Regions from separate parts of the Gossypium hirsutum genome. Here region 1 is linked to region 2. The links are chromatin contacts, called in public Hi-C maps. All regions are on one chromosome and are shown on one strand. The core of a region is the stretch at or near the end of the contact, and the rest is flanking DNA. Distances in the headings are between cores, read along the strand shown. Region 1 holds the start of LOC107886661 (BTB/POZ domain-containing protein At1g67900). Region 2 holds the start of LOC107886476.

Region 1 (6,463 bases), core at 1,956-4,455, 140 kb after region 2:
ATCATTTTGTTTTTGGCATATGGTTAATGATCATGACTGGACAATATGCTATTTTTGGTGGGAAAATGTTAAAACAACTATACAAGTATCGCTATTCACTTTTAACTAGATTATCTATTCATAACTTCTCCATAAATTTGTAGGTTCACCAGTAGAAAAATCAGACATTAGTAAGTCAAATTAATGGGGTTGGACCAACTAACTAATGGCAGGAGGTGGAACTTCAACTTGTGTGAGAGTTAGGACCTTCTTCTTCCCCTCTGTGTAAAATTTGGTTAACTCGGGTCGGGCCAACTCAGTAGAAACACAGAAACCCCACATGGGAAAAAGCTGAAAGTGACTTTTTGTTGGAAAGCAGGGGCAGATGAGGTGGTGACACCGTGAGAAGACTGAGCTGAAGGTTAAAATTCATGAGTCTCTATTACAACATCAACATACCAATCTGGCAGAGATGGTCGTTAGGGTGTGCGTGTGAGTTACTTTTGTTAATATGCACACGAAATTCCAAACCCTAAAAAGGGAGTTTACATAACATGACAGACAGACAGCGATGACACAAGCTTGTAACCTTTGCTCAACACCTAGAGTATTACCAAATAAACCAGACAAATAGCTTTAAATATCATCACCAGTCCTTCCAAGTTGCCAGCATTTTTCTGATGACTAGACTTAAACTTAATTTTGGGTGTCGGGTGCAACCCTGATCACCGAGCATTTCACTGTTATGGGCCCATCTTTTATCTCTCTGTGCTTAACTTGTATGTTATGTAAATATCAAACTCAATAGTTATTTGCTGCAGATATTGTTTTTGTTGGAATGAACTTTGGAATTTCCAGCACGAAAATGTACAGAGAAAAAAGTGTATATTCTTCTGTGAAAGACAAATTCGTTTATTATTGCTTTGAAGTTTGATAGAATCTTGAAGTTCCTTGATTTCCCTAAGTAAAATCCCTGAAAGAACAAACGGAACAATGGTGCATTAGGGAGGATCCCACATCAACCTGTCAACGATCAAGATTGCACATTTCTATAATAATTAAATTAAAAAGTATTAAAAGTAAAGAAAAAATAAGTTTTAATATATATATTATGTATATGTTATTTGGAGAATTAAAATTAGTAAATAAAATAAAAGAAATTTAATAATTTTTGCCTGCTTCAAGCGGGAAAAGAAAAAAACTATTATAATACTTTTTTAACTATACTTAAATGGTTCGTATAAAAGATAAAGAGAATAAAATAGGCAAAATTAATAGTATATGCAAATTTCAGAAATTTTTTATTTTTGATTTTTTTTTTCATAATTTTTAAATCTGGCAGAAATTTTAGCAAGAAACTATTTGGTTCATTCATCTAATGTAGATAGATAATTTATCTATTTTTTTAATAAAGAGATTAACATGTAATCCAAAATATAATATAAGGACTGTTATGGTAGTTTTACCGCAACTCAATTAGTGAGGTAACAAAATTTGGGGTTGTTAAAAGAGGTGAAAGGGCCAAGGTTGAAAGCACCAAAATTCAACCCTTGAGGATCCAAAAGGGTTTCCATTGAAAGAGTGGTGGGGTCCTACAAAAGGACGAGTTGTCGGTTGGCCACCCCGTTGGGTAGCACAGACAAGGACCATCAGTACACCCATTTTTGGATCACCTTTTCTTTTCAACATAGGATTTGAATTTTGACATCAATTTATACCCACATACACTTCACCATTATCCAATGCCACTCATTTCTTCACAAATTATCCTTCTCTTTACCCATCATATATCATTTCTTTTTAAGTTTTTTTTTTATTTTAGGATTAAATATTAAATTTATATATGATTTCTAGTTTAATGTGTAATTCGATACACAAAATTTGAATTGTGTGAAACTTTGATTTTGATGCAATTGTGTAGATTTAAAAAAATAATTACATGCATTCATTTTCATAGTGAATTAATATATTTTAATAAACTTTTGGATACGTTGCTATTAATTTTGATACTTATTGCATAATTTTTATTTAAGTGTAGTGCGAGTCTAAAATGTAAAGAACAAGTGAAAACATGAAATCACATTAAAGATTTGGATATGAGAGTAATAATTTGATATACAAAGTTTTTTAAACTTTAAGATTATTTTATTTTTATTTAAATATTATTTTTAAATATATTTATTAGGAGTTAAATTAAGATTAGGTTTTATCCCTTATATTTTATTTAGATAAATATTTAATTTTATCTTTAATAATTTATTTATGAATAAAATACAAGGAAAAAGTTGGCATGGTTCAATGCGGAGTGCATTTGGGTGATGTCATGGCATAAAGTGATCTAATTTAAATGATTCATACGGTTGATATCATTAATTGGAGTCGAGTTCTTCTAGTTGCAAGGTTATCGACGGATTAAATTGTAGAAGCATCTTTCAGGCTTATTAGTTCAGTAATGGTTAACAATTGAGCGATTCTTGTAGTTAATTTACAATTAAGGAAGAATTGATGGCTAAGGTTTTTGATCACTATAAACTGCTTACCAATGAATGAGAAGACATTCATAGTCCGTAATAAATTTCGGGACTAAGACCGACGTCTTACCCGAGGCTAAAACATTCATAAATTGGCTTTGCCTTATTTAATTTCAAAACCAGTTTTTATTTACTGTTTTACTGTTGTTCGATTTTTATTTATTTGATTTCGTATTATTTTAATCTCCCTTAATTTATTTTATCAAGACTCCAAACGAAGTACCTTAATTGTGAAAATTCGAATACTATCAGACCAGATGGATCCTAATATTTTATATTTTATTTTTAGACATAGTATCTAATTTTGGTATTTGATGAGATAAATGGCAGTGTATGGAGCAGTGAAAAGTGTAGGTAAAGCTTTAGAACATGAATGATGTGTGTTGGTTGAAGTGAAGAACACATATTTTCCTATGAAACCATGAAATGCTCATCATTCTTGCTGAACCCACATTCATGTCCTGTTACTAAAATAAATATGATTCAATATTTGATAAATGAATCCCTTGAAGAAGCTATATTTAATCCATCCAGATATAATATGCAAAGTGCAAAGCCGTCGATAAGGATTGTAAAAGGCTTTAAAGCATAAAGGCAACTATACATGATACTCTGTTCTTTTTTTTTTTTTTTGTAAAGCTAGAAGATAATTATTTAAATGACAGACACTTTTTTTTTCTAAAATCATATTTGATTTTATTAAAAAATAAAATAGTAAACGAGAATGAAGAGGCGTACGGTGTGGCGTATAGATAAACTAGAGTTTGACTAAAATAATCCAGGGGTGTGCGTACAGGTGAAAACATCAATGATGAGAGGGAAGGGGCACTAGTGGGCGCAGGTTAAGCACGTGGCTGCTTCCTGTCTCATTTTGCACGCTACCATGGCTTCGTCTTATGTGTTAGTAACTCTCTCACAAGACACCGCAGATTGACCTTCATAGCCTTCTACACTTGAAAGTTGGAGAAACCATATTTTTTTTTCGATATTACAAAAGCCTTACTATATTCAGACATTTTTTAAAAAAATTACAGAGTTTTCTTTTCCCTATGTACTCAAGTTGAATTTTCCGATGAATGATTGGGAGATGTTTGTGAATAGTATCAAAAGCGTTAAATTTCAGGTAGCTGTCTCAGAAAAAGAACACTTATTTATTCGAGTGTGTGAGACAGTGTTTCTACTTTAGAGTAAGGCAGTGAGAGAGAGAGAGTTGGTTTATGGTTGATTGAGTTGGTGAGAGCTTTAGAATACTTAAATATTGATGGGAATGCAATGGTTTTGATTCCTTGTTTATATATCCTAATCAGATGGGTATCTGTCTTTTCCATGATTTCATCTTCTGGGCTTTGATTCCTTTTATCCTTTCTTCTTGGATAACCTCTCCTCTCCAGTAAAATCGTTTGTTTTTACTCCCTATTTAGAAGATTTTGAAACTTTCTGGAGTTTGAGCTCTTCTTTCTTTCCTTTTCTGGTTATGGTTTGCTTTTAGGTGAAGAAAAAACCCAACCCATAAAACAAAAGCAAAATCAGTCATGAAGTTTATGAAACTAGGATCTCGGCCTGACACTTTCTACACTAACGAGGCTGTAAGGTATGGCTTTTCAGCGATTGAAGCCAAATGGTTTTCTTTTCCCTTATTTGAGGGAAGCTGCCATGAATTTGTTTTGTTGATGCAGGTCTGTCTCTTCTGAAGTCACTAGTGACCTTATAGTCCAAGTGAAAGGAAGTAGATATCTACTTCACAAGGTAAAGTTATTTAAGACTGATATATGTTTCAATTGAATTATGTTGTTTTTCTTTTATATGCTTATCTGCAAATTCATTCTACATGCAGTTTCCTCTCTTGTCCAAATGTTTGCGGTTGCAGAGGATATGTTCCGAATCCCCTGAAACATTACAGCACCAGATAGTACAAATACCCGACTTCCCTGGTGGAACTGAGGCGTTTGAGCTTTGTGCTAAGTTCTGTTATGGTATCACAATCACTCTCAGCGCCTATAACATCGTAGCTGCACGATGTGCGGCTGAATACTTGCAGATGACCGAAGATGTGGAGAAGGGGAATTTAGTTTACAAGCTCGAAGTTTTCTTCAATTCCTGCATCTTACATGGTTGGAGGGACTCTATTGTGACTCTTCACACCACCAAAGCCTTTCCTTTATGGTCTGAAGACCTTCGGATTACGAGCAGATGTATCGAAGCCATTGCTTTGAAAGCGTCCACACACCCTTCCAAGGTGAGCTTGTCACATAGTCATTCGAGAAGGGTCCGGGATGATGTATCATGTAATGGCGTAGAGGGCCAGCGGCAACGACCAGCAGCCAAAGGTTGGTGGGCTGAGGACATTGCTGAGTTGGGTATTGACCTTTACTGGAGAACCATGATTGCAATTAAATCTGATGGCAAAATACCCTCTAATCTCATTGGTGAAGCATTGCAAATCTATGCATCTAGATGGCTACCTAATATTTCAAGAAAAATAAAAGCTACCAGAGAACCAGCTGGGTCCACCTCGGATTCGGACTCAGCTAGTGAGGTTACTTCGAAATCTAGGCTGCTGTTGGAGTCAATAGTGAGTTTGCTTCCATCGGAGAAAGGCGCTGTTTCGTGCAGTTTTCTACTTAAACTCTTGAAAGCAGCCAACATTCTTAATGTTTCATCTTCTTCAAAGATGGAATTGGCTCGAAGGGTGGCACTTCAGGTAGAGGAAGCAAGAGTCAGTGATATGTTAATACCCTTATCAAGCTCAAGCAATACCCTCTATGATGTAGACATAGTCCTTACAATTTTGGAGCAATTCATGTTACAAGGACAGAGTCCACCAACTAGCCCTCCAAGATCGAAGCTGGGGACTGAAAGGAGAAGACGATCTCGTTCAGCCGAGAACATCGATTTTAAGCTTCAGGAAAGTAGGAGATCTTCTTCAGCATCACACAGTTCCAAACTGAAAGTAGCCAAAATTGTAGATGGGTATCTGCAACAGATTGCCAAGGACATAAATTTACCTCTATCAAAATTCATTGCAGTAGTTGAGACAATCCCCGATTTCTCCCGGCTCGACCATGACGAGCTTTACCGAGCCATTGACATTTATCTCAAGGTAACAAAAAAAAAAGGAAAGAAAGAAAACTGATTTCATGCTGTCATTAGTTTGCCATATTTCAGACTTGTGTTGAATTCTAACAATATTGCTGCATTACCATTTAGGTTGTGGATCACCACTTTCAGAGGATAACTAAACTAAACCAACTCTATTGACTTAGTAGCCTTTTTCATGTTCTTGATTTAGGTGCAGTTAGGATACAGCTGACCTAACGAATGTAGCATAAATGATTTTACATTCTGCTGACTAAAATGTGACCGCAATTCAAATGCTCCCTTTGTTGACATTTACAGAGTTGTATTTCCTTGACTTTCATCATGGAGGGAAATCCTTGGCATAATTGCAATCATATCATTGAATAACATTAGCATTAAATAATTCTATTAGTGCTCACATGAAGGGCAGATAACCCTAGTTCTTGTTTTTCGAATATCCAGGCACACCCTGACCTAAACAAGAGTGAAAGGAAAAAACTGTGCCGCGTTCTAGACTGCAAAAAGCTCTCTGTTGAAGCCTGCATGCATGCTGCTCAAAATGAAAAACTTCCGCTTAGAGTAGTGGTACAAGTTCTGTTCTTCGAGCAAACTCGAGCTGCGACGACCGGGCACAAAGTGACTGACCTCCCTAGCAACATTAAGGCACTTTTAGCCTCTCATAACATTGATCCATCTAAGCCTCCAAGGGCTTTAAGCACTACTACTAGCATTCCAGGAGATGACCAATGGAGTACCGTCTCAGGCCTTAGATCACCAAAGTCTAGAATCTCAACATTAAGGATGAAGCTTGCCGAAGATGATGATTTGGACGAAAACGATATGAACCCTGATGGAATGGGAAGGCCTTCCAAGTT
Region 2 (5,694 bases), core at 1,551-4,050:
ACTCCGTAGGTGGTGGAAACAATAAGACAAGAGGTAGCTAAACTGTTATCAGTAGTTTTTATTAAGGAAGTTAAGTATCCAAATTGGGTCTCGAATGTGGTTATGGTGAAAAAAGCAAATGGCAAATGAAAAATGCGTACCTTAAGGAAAATTTCCCTTTACCTTCGATTGGCCATTTGGTTGATGCCTTTGTAGGTCATAGGTTCATGAACTTCTTGGACACTTTCTTAGGTTATAACTAGATTTTGTTGGATCAGGGTGACCAAGAAAAGCAAATTTCATCACTAAAGAAGAGTTTTTCTACTATCGAGTTGTACCTTTTAGTCTCAAGAACATGGGAGCAACTTATCAAAGATTAGTGTACAGGATTTTTAGAAACCAAATAAGGCACAAACTTAAGGTATGTATAGATGACATGTTGGTGAAAAGTGGATTTATGAAGGAGCATGTGTGGAGCTTGTCAAAAGCGTTCGTAGTTTTGAGGGCCCATAAGATGAAATTAAATCCTAAAAAGTGTGCGTTCGACATGTGAGCTGACAGATTCTTAGGTTTCATGATTTCAGAAAAGAAAATAGAGGTGAACCTAAAGAAGATCCTGTGCTTCTTGCGCATGTCCCTTAGAACAGCTCATAGGTCCATAACTTTGTTAATTTCTCATGATATATTGGTAGTTTCCTCAGAGGCGTCTTCTGAACTACGAGTTGTACCTATACCACCAACAATCCCAGTATCAAAAGGATCAATTATCAAATTAATATTAGTATCGCTTTCTACTTGCGAGGAGATCACCAGAATCTAGGGGCGAGGCCTTATCCTATAGTAACTGTAAAAGAAGTTCTTGGTTTCCTTTTTAAATCTTGTTAGAATTAGACCCAAGTCATCATTGGTGTCATTTGCTACATAGGGCCATGTCTGTCTTTCAAGGTCTGCACCTAAAGCTTCAGAAACTTCTCTGTTGTCACCTCGCCTATATCTATCGAGGCTAAAGTCCTCTAAACAGAATTGAAATACGTTTCTCACGGTTATAAGATCTTCAATAATAGGAAATTGCTAGCACGAAGCCTTTACAACTGGGCTGAACTACCATTTGTCTTTACAGTTCGCCTGAATGAACACGTGTCCTTATTAGATGCGAACCACTCTGTAGGAAAACTAAACCCGTCTGTGAGCCTACATCTCACCCTAATATATTTTCTCCAGTTCAGCTAAAGATTAGCACATTTGTTCGTAATTATGGTCTCACCTTTATCATAAGGGGAAAAATTGTAAAAGCCCAATGAGTTCCCTCGGTTTTGGGCCTTTAATAGATATAAGCTTCGGAACACCACGAGCCATGGTGCTTTGTTATGTTGGCAGTAATCAATAAAATAAGCCATTGTGGTCCACCAAGAGAACCCACAGAGTTAACGAAGAGCAATCTGGTAATCTTGAAGAAGATGACAGAAGAACGGATACAAGGGCAAGTGGAACTTTACTTCTAGAGCATGGAGGAGGAGCAGAAAGCTATCATCACTAGTATCACTGAGCCTGTGAAGCCTCTTAGGGATGGAAAATTTGCAAGTAAAATTGGGGATTTGAATCTCCCGTGCACTCAAAACTCGACCTATTTCTTCATATTTTTGTAGCACAGATGAAGAAATTGGCTTCTATAATGACCTTTGAAGCACACTCTCGCGGTGGACAACAGAGAATTATTCGACCATCAGCACTCCTCATTTTCGACATGTTTTTTTTATGTAGAAAGAAAAGAAAAGGAAAGAAGATGTTACCTTGAAGAAAATCTCAATCAAGCCTATTTGTAGGAAATGTTAAGATTGTGAGTTTAGGGTTTCCAAAAACCTCTTTTAAATAAGTTTCTCTTCCCTGTGTTTTGACAGTTCAAATGACCGAGAAACACCAATGGTCAGATACAAACAGACGCGATCTATTCGTACACGTGGAAAAGTTAACGTCATGTCCCAGTAGTTGCTGCGTACTCAGCAAGGCTATATAAATGGGAAGTGATGGCTCTAAGGAGTGCCACTTTATAGCCTTCTTTAAACCCAATAGGGATGATTAGATTGTTATGTACTTATAATCACCAACCTAAGAATTAGATAAGGTCTAGGTCGCCAACCCGCGACCTGAAAGTTCACAGGGGGAGCTCACAAGGGAACTCGCTGTCTCAAATCGCATATATCCGAGTTCGTATATGGGGGACACGAAGTCTAGCAAGTAGCCTAAAATAGTACATGTGTTGTACATGCATAAAGTCTACTAAGAACATCAATTCCACAAACAATAATCATGTATATAAATATTCGATTATCCCTTTTAATGAGACACAATGGAAAGTTACTCAACAAAAATAAATTATTTTCTATGACATCAGTGATTCAATCAGTAGTAAAAGAGAGTGTTTATTTGGTGTTTTGAGTTTAAATTTTATTATACGCATATATATTTTTAGAATTTATTTGTTATTTATTATTTACCATTTAAAAACTTCAATAAATTGCTTTTATTTTGTTTTTCTTTGGAATTTATTTATTATTTACTATTTTCATAATCGAGACCTATGAAAATTAAAAAAAAAAAGGCGCTATTCATTTATAGCTCTAGATTTAAGTCTAATAAAAAACGGAATGAAATTTCAAATTTGATTTAAGAGTCCGGTTGATGGGTGCGTAAAGGCAATACTTAAAGTAATATTTACCATTTAAAAAACTTTAATAAAGTGCTTTTATTGATTAAAAAATTGAACATGAATTATATTTTTTGATTTATTTATTTTATATAAAGGCAAAGGAAAGGCACATGCGTAACTTTTTTTCATTTGTTCCTTCACACGCTTTTATCCGATTACACCTACACCCAAAACAAAAATGAGAAGAGTAAATTTAAGACGGTTAAGAAAATTAGTTGGCAGGAAATCTAGGAAGTTTCAGTTGGGGGCTGGCAATTTGAATGTCAAAACCTCCCCCATTGCACCTGTCCATTCACCCATTCATCCATTCATCTAATATATATGTTTAACTTTGTTCCAGGGTACTATTTGCATATTAACTACATTTTTCTTTTAAATATTTATATAGCGAAAAAAATAAGAACCCAAATTCTAATTTCAATCTCTGCTCATCAAAACTTAGAAACAGTAGAAACATTTTTCTAATATCTTCTCTCTTTTTCCTTCATTTTCTCTGTTTCTTTCCCCAGATTTTTTAAAATTTTACGATTTCTTTTCTTCTACCAAAAAGTAGTACAGAAAAAAAGGATAGAATTCTTTTCTTTTTTTTTTTGGGGAAACTGAAATTCATCGTTCAGTTTCAGGTCTTTTTTCCTTCAAGTTTTCTATATTTTTTTTTCTGTTAGTAAGGCAATCAAGAAGTTCGTTCTCTCAATTCTCGAGAGAGAAGCATAAACTTATTTCTTGCATATTTTCAGTTAAAGAGGAGAAGGTGATTTTTCTCGTGATTTAGAGCCATTTTAAATACAGTTTCAGTTTCCATCAGATCCTTTTCAGTTGTTCTCAATTATCTTTCCATTCAGGTAAGTAAATATTTGTAGTTTCTTTTCTTTCATTTAGCTTAGTTTTCCGTTTGTTTCTCGAGGAAATTCATCGTCTCACCTGCAGCCTATATAATCATTCAATTATTTTAAACCTTTCTAATTAGATTTTGAATCTTTGATTCGTTATTTTAGTGTATCCATTTTTTGCTCGTACTTACTTACTTTCTTTTCTTTTTTATCTGGTTAATAAATTTTATTTATTGTTTGAAATTTATTGGACCAAAAAAAAGTAATAGGAAAGGAGTTGAATCTGAGATTTTTAAAGGAATAAAACCTGATTTTAAGCAAACTTTGAGGTCAGGTTTATGTTTTTGGTCATTTTGTTCAGTATTATATTTCAACCTAAGCAACGCAAGGTTATGCTATTAACTAAAATAAAATAAAATCTCGGTATTGCAGTTTTTTAATTCTACAATTGTCGGATATTAGTTAAAAAAGAAAAGAAGGGAAAGACACATGTCTACTTGATTATGGAGTTAATAGAATTTATGATAGGAATTTCTCTGGTTTTGTGATTGTCCGGCGACCGTGATCTTTTGTCCAGGGGATAGCACATGGTTGCTTACTTTGTTGCGTTATGTGGAAGAGGTTCTTAGACGCTTCTTATGGGGATTCTTACATCTTTTTACAATATAATAAGATCCTTGGGTTAAGTGTTAAAGGCCGGAGTAATTAGCTTGTCTTTTCCTGTCTGCATAAACTGGTAAAATTGATTCAACTAGGATATCAGCTTGGAATTAGGTGCCATTCCCATGAAGTTGCTGTTTGAATCTCAGTTCTTGTTGGTGTGCATCTTGGTTTCTTTTAACTGTAACTATTGTTTTGCTTCATCATTTTAGTTTTAATAATAAAATTTGTTATTCAGGTCCTTTTGCTGAGGGTCTCTCTTTGTTTCATGGAGAATGGGCAACTGAATGCCTGCTAATTAATGCTCAAAGCCTCTTGCAATCTGAATTGCCCATAGTTTGTTGTGAATATACAATTCAGACGAATTTTTAAATAGAATGGGGATCTTTACACGCAGGTGCATGACTTATGGCGCCCTTTTAATTAAAAAGAATAAAGTTTATATTGTGTCTTATTGTGTATATCTATAGAAAAGGTTACTTAGATGTGGAAGTTATTTAACTTTTATTCCATCTTGGTGACTGCAGTACGGTTAGTAGAAAGCCAAATGAGAGCATGAGGCTTATTGTGACAACATTTGTTGGAGTAGTTTTTGGCTTCTTAATTGGATTATCTTTCCCAAAATTGTCATTAACAAAGGTAGGCAAACCATTTCCCCCTTTTAATTTTATTTTCATTATTATGCATCTAGCAATAATGATCTTTCTCATCTGCGTAATGGAACTTTTGTGCTGTCTGAATTTGGCAGTTCAATATATCATCTGGCATTCTTACGACCATTGATATCAAATACACTGAATATACCAACTCAGTCCCCTCAGGCTCAACTCCTTTGCAGCATCCGATTGATAATAATAGAAGCTCTGCTAATGCCACATCAAAGAAGGTATTTTTACTGGATCTGGAGATACAGGTTCATTGAACCAAATCTCTTAATGTTTAACGTTAGTAAATAAAATTTGTGGAATAAGGTTCTGGATAGTTTTTCACAGCAGTTTTCAGGTATCTTCGGGAGATTATCGTCCTGTAAAGTTTCAATACCTGACTGGTCTTTTCTGGTATTACCTGTTTACCAAAGTTTTGGTATTTGAGGGGACAGTAGAATTCATTGGATAGTTTTTTTCATGACATTTTGTATTCTTTGAAGTTTTAAAGAGGGAGTGGGAGTTTTTCCTCGGGGAAACAAGGATAGTGTGGTTCACATGCCATTCAAGCTCCTGAATGTAGGAGCATTTTCTGTTCCATTTCATGCAAAAATAAACCTGATAGTTCTCATGGTAATACATATATGCCTTGGTTTACCTCTAGAATACATCCATTCGAAAACTGAATGAACACTATTTTGAAAAAAAAATTGGCACCTATTGCTTGTTCTTAGCCCAGCATGTTTCAATACTTGAATGAACATTTGCATTTTTCATCTATATTTATATGCAATTTCTCGCATAACCAGATGCATCATTGGATTCATCTCTTACTATCACCATGTTCCTAAATGATGTGATTTTTATGTTTGAT

Evidence for each region. Hi-C and Micro-C count contacts between places; a contact is called where the count stands out from the background.
Region 1: a Hi-C map of leaf shows a contact between it and region 2, with 6 times the contacts expected there. The contact joins the promoter of LOC107886661 here to the promoter of LOC107886476 in region 2. A contact is called at or near these places in 10 of 34 Hi-C or Micro-C datasets (anther, callus, hypocotyl and 2 more).

What each region holds. Positions count from the first base shown.
Region 1 is chrA03:96,704,954-96,711,416 of Gossypium_hirsutum_v2.1, forward strand. LOC107886661 (BTB/POZ domain-containing protein At1g67900) reads left to right here and starts at 3,206. Exons shown (of 4, transcript XM_016810705.2): 1 at 3,206-4,101; 2 at 4,187-4,256; 3 at 4,345-5,610; 4 at 6,051-6,463. The coding sequence starts at 4,043.
Region 2 is chrA03:96,568,666-96,574,359 of Gossypium_hirsutum_v2.1, forward strand. It overlaps LOC107886476, which reads left to right and starts at 2,801. Exons shown (of 15, transcript XM_016810447.2): 1 at 2,801-3,528; 2 at 4,415-4,573; 3 at 4,704-4,815; 4 at 4,925-5,062. The coding sequence starts at 4,554.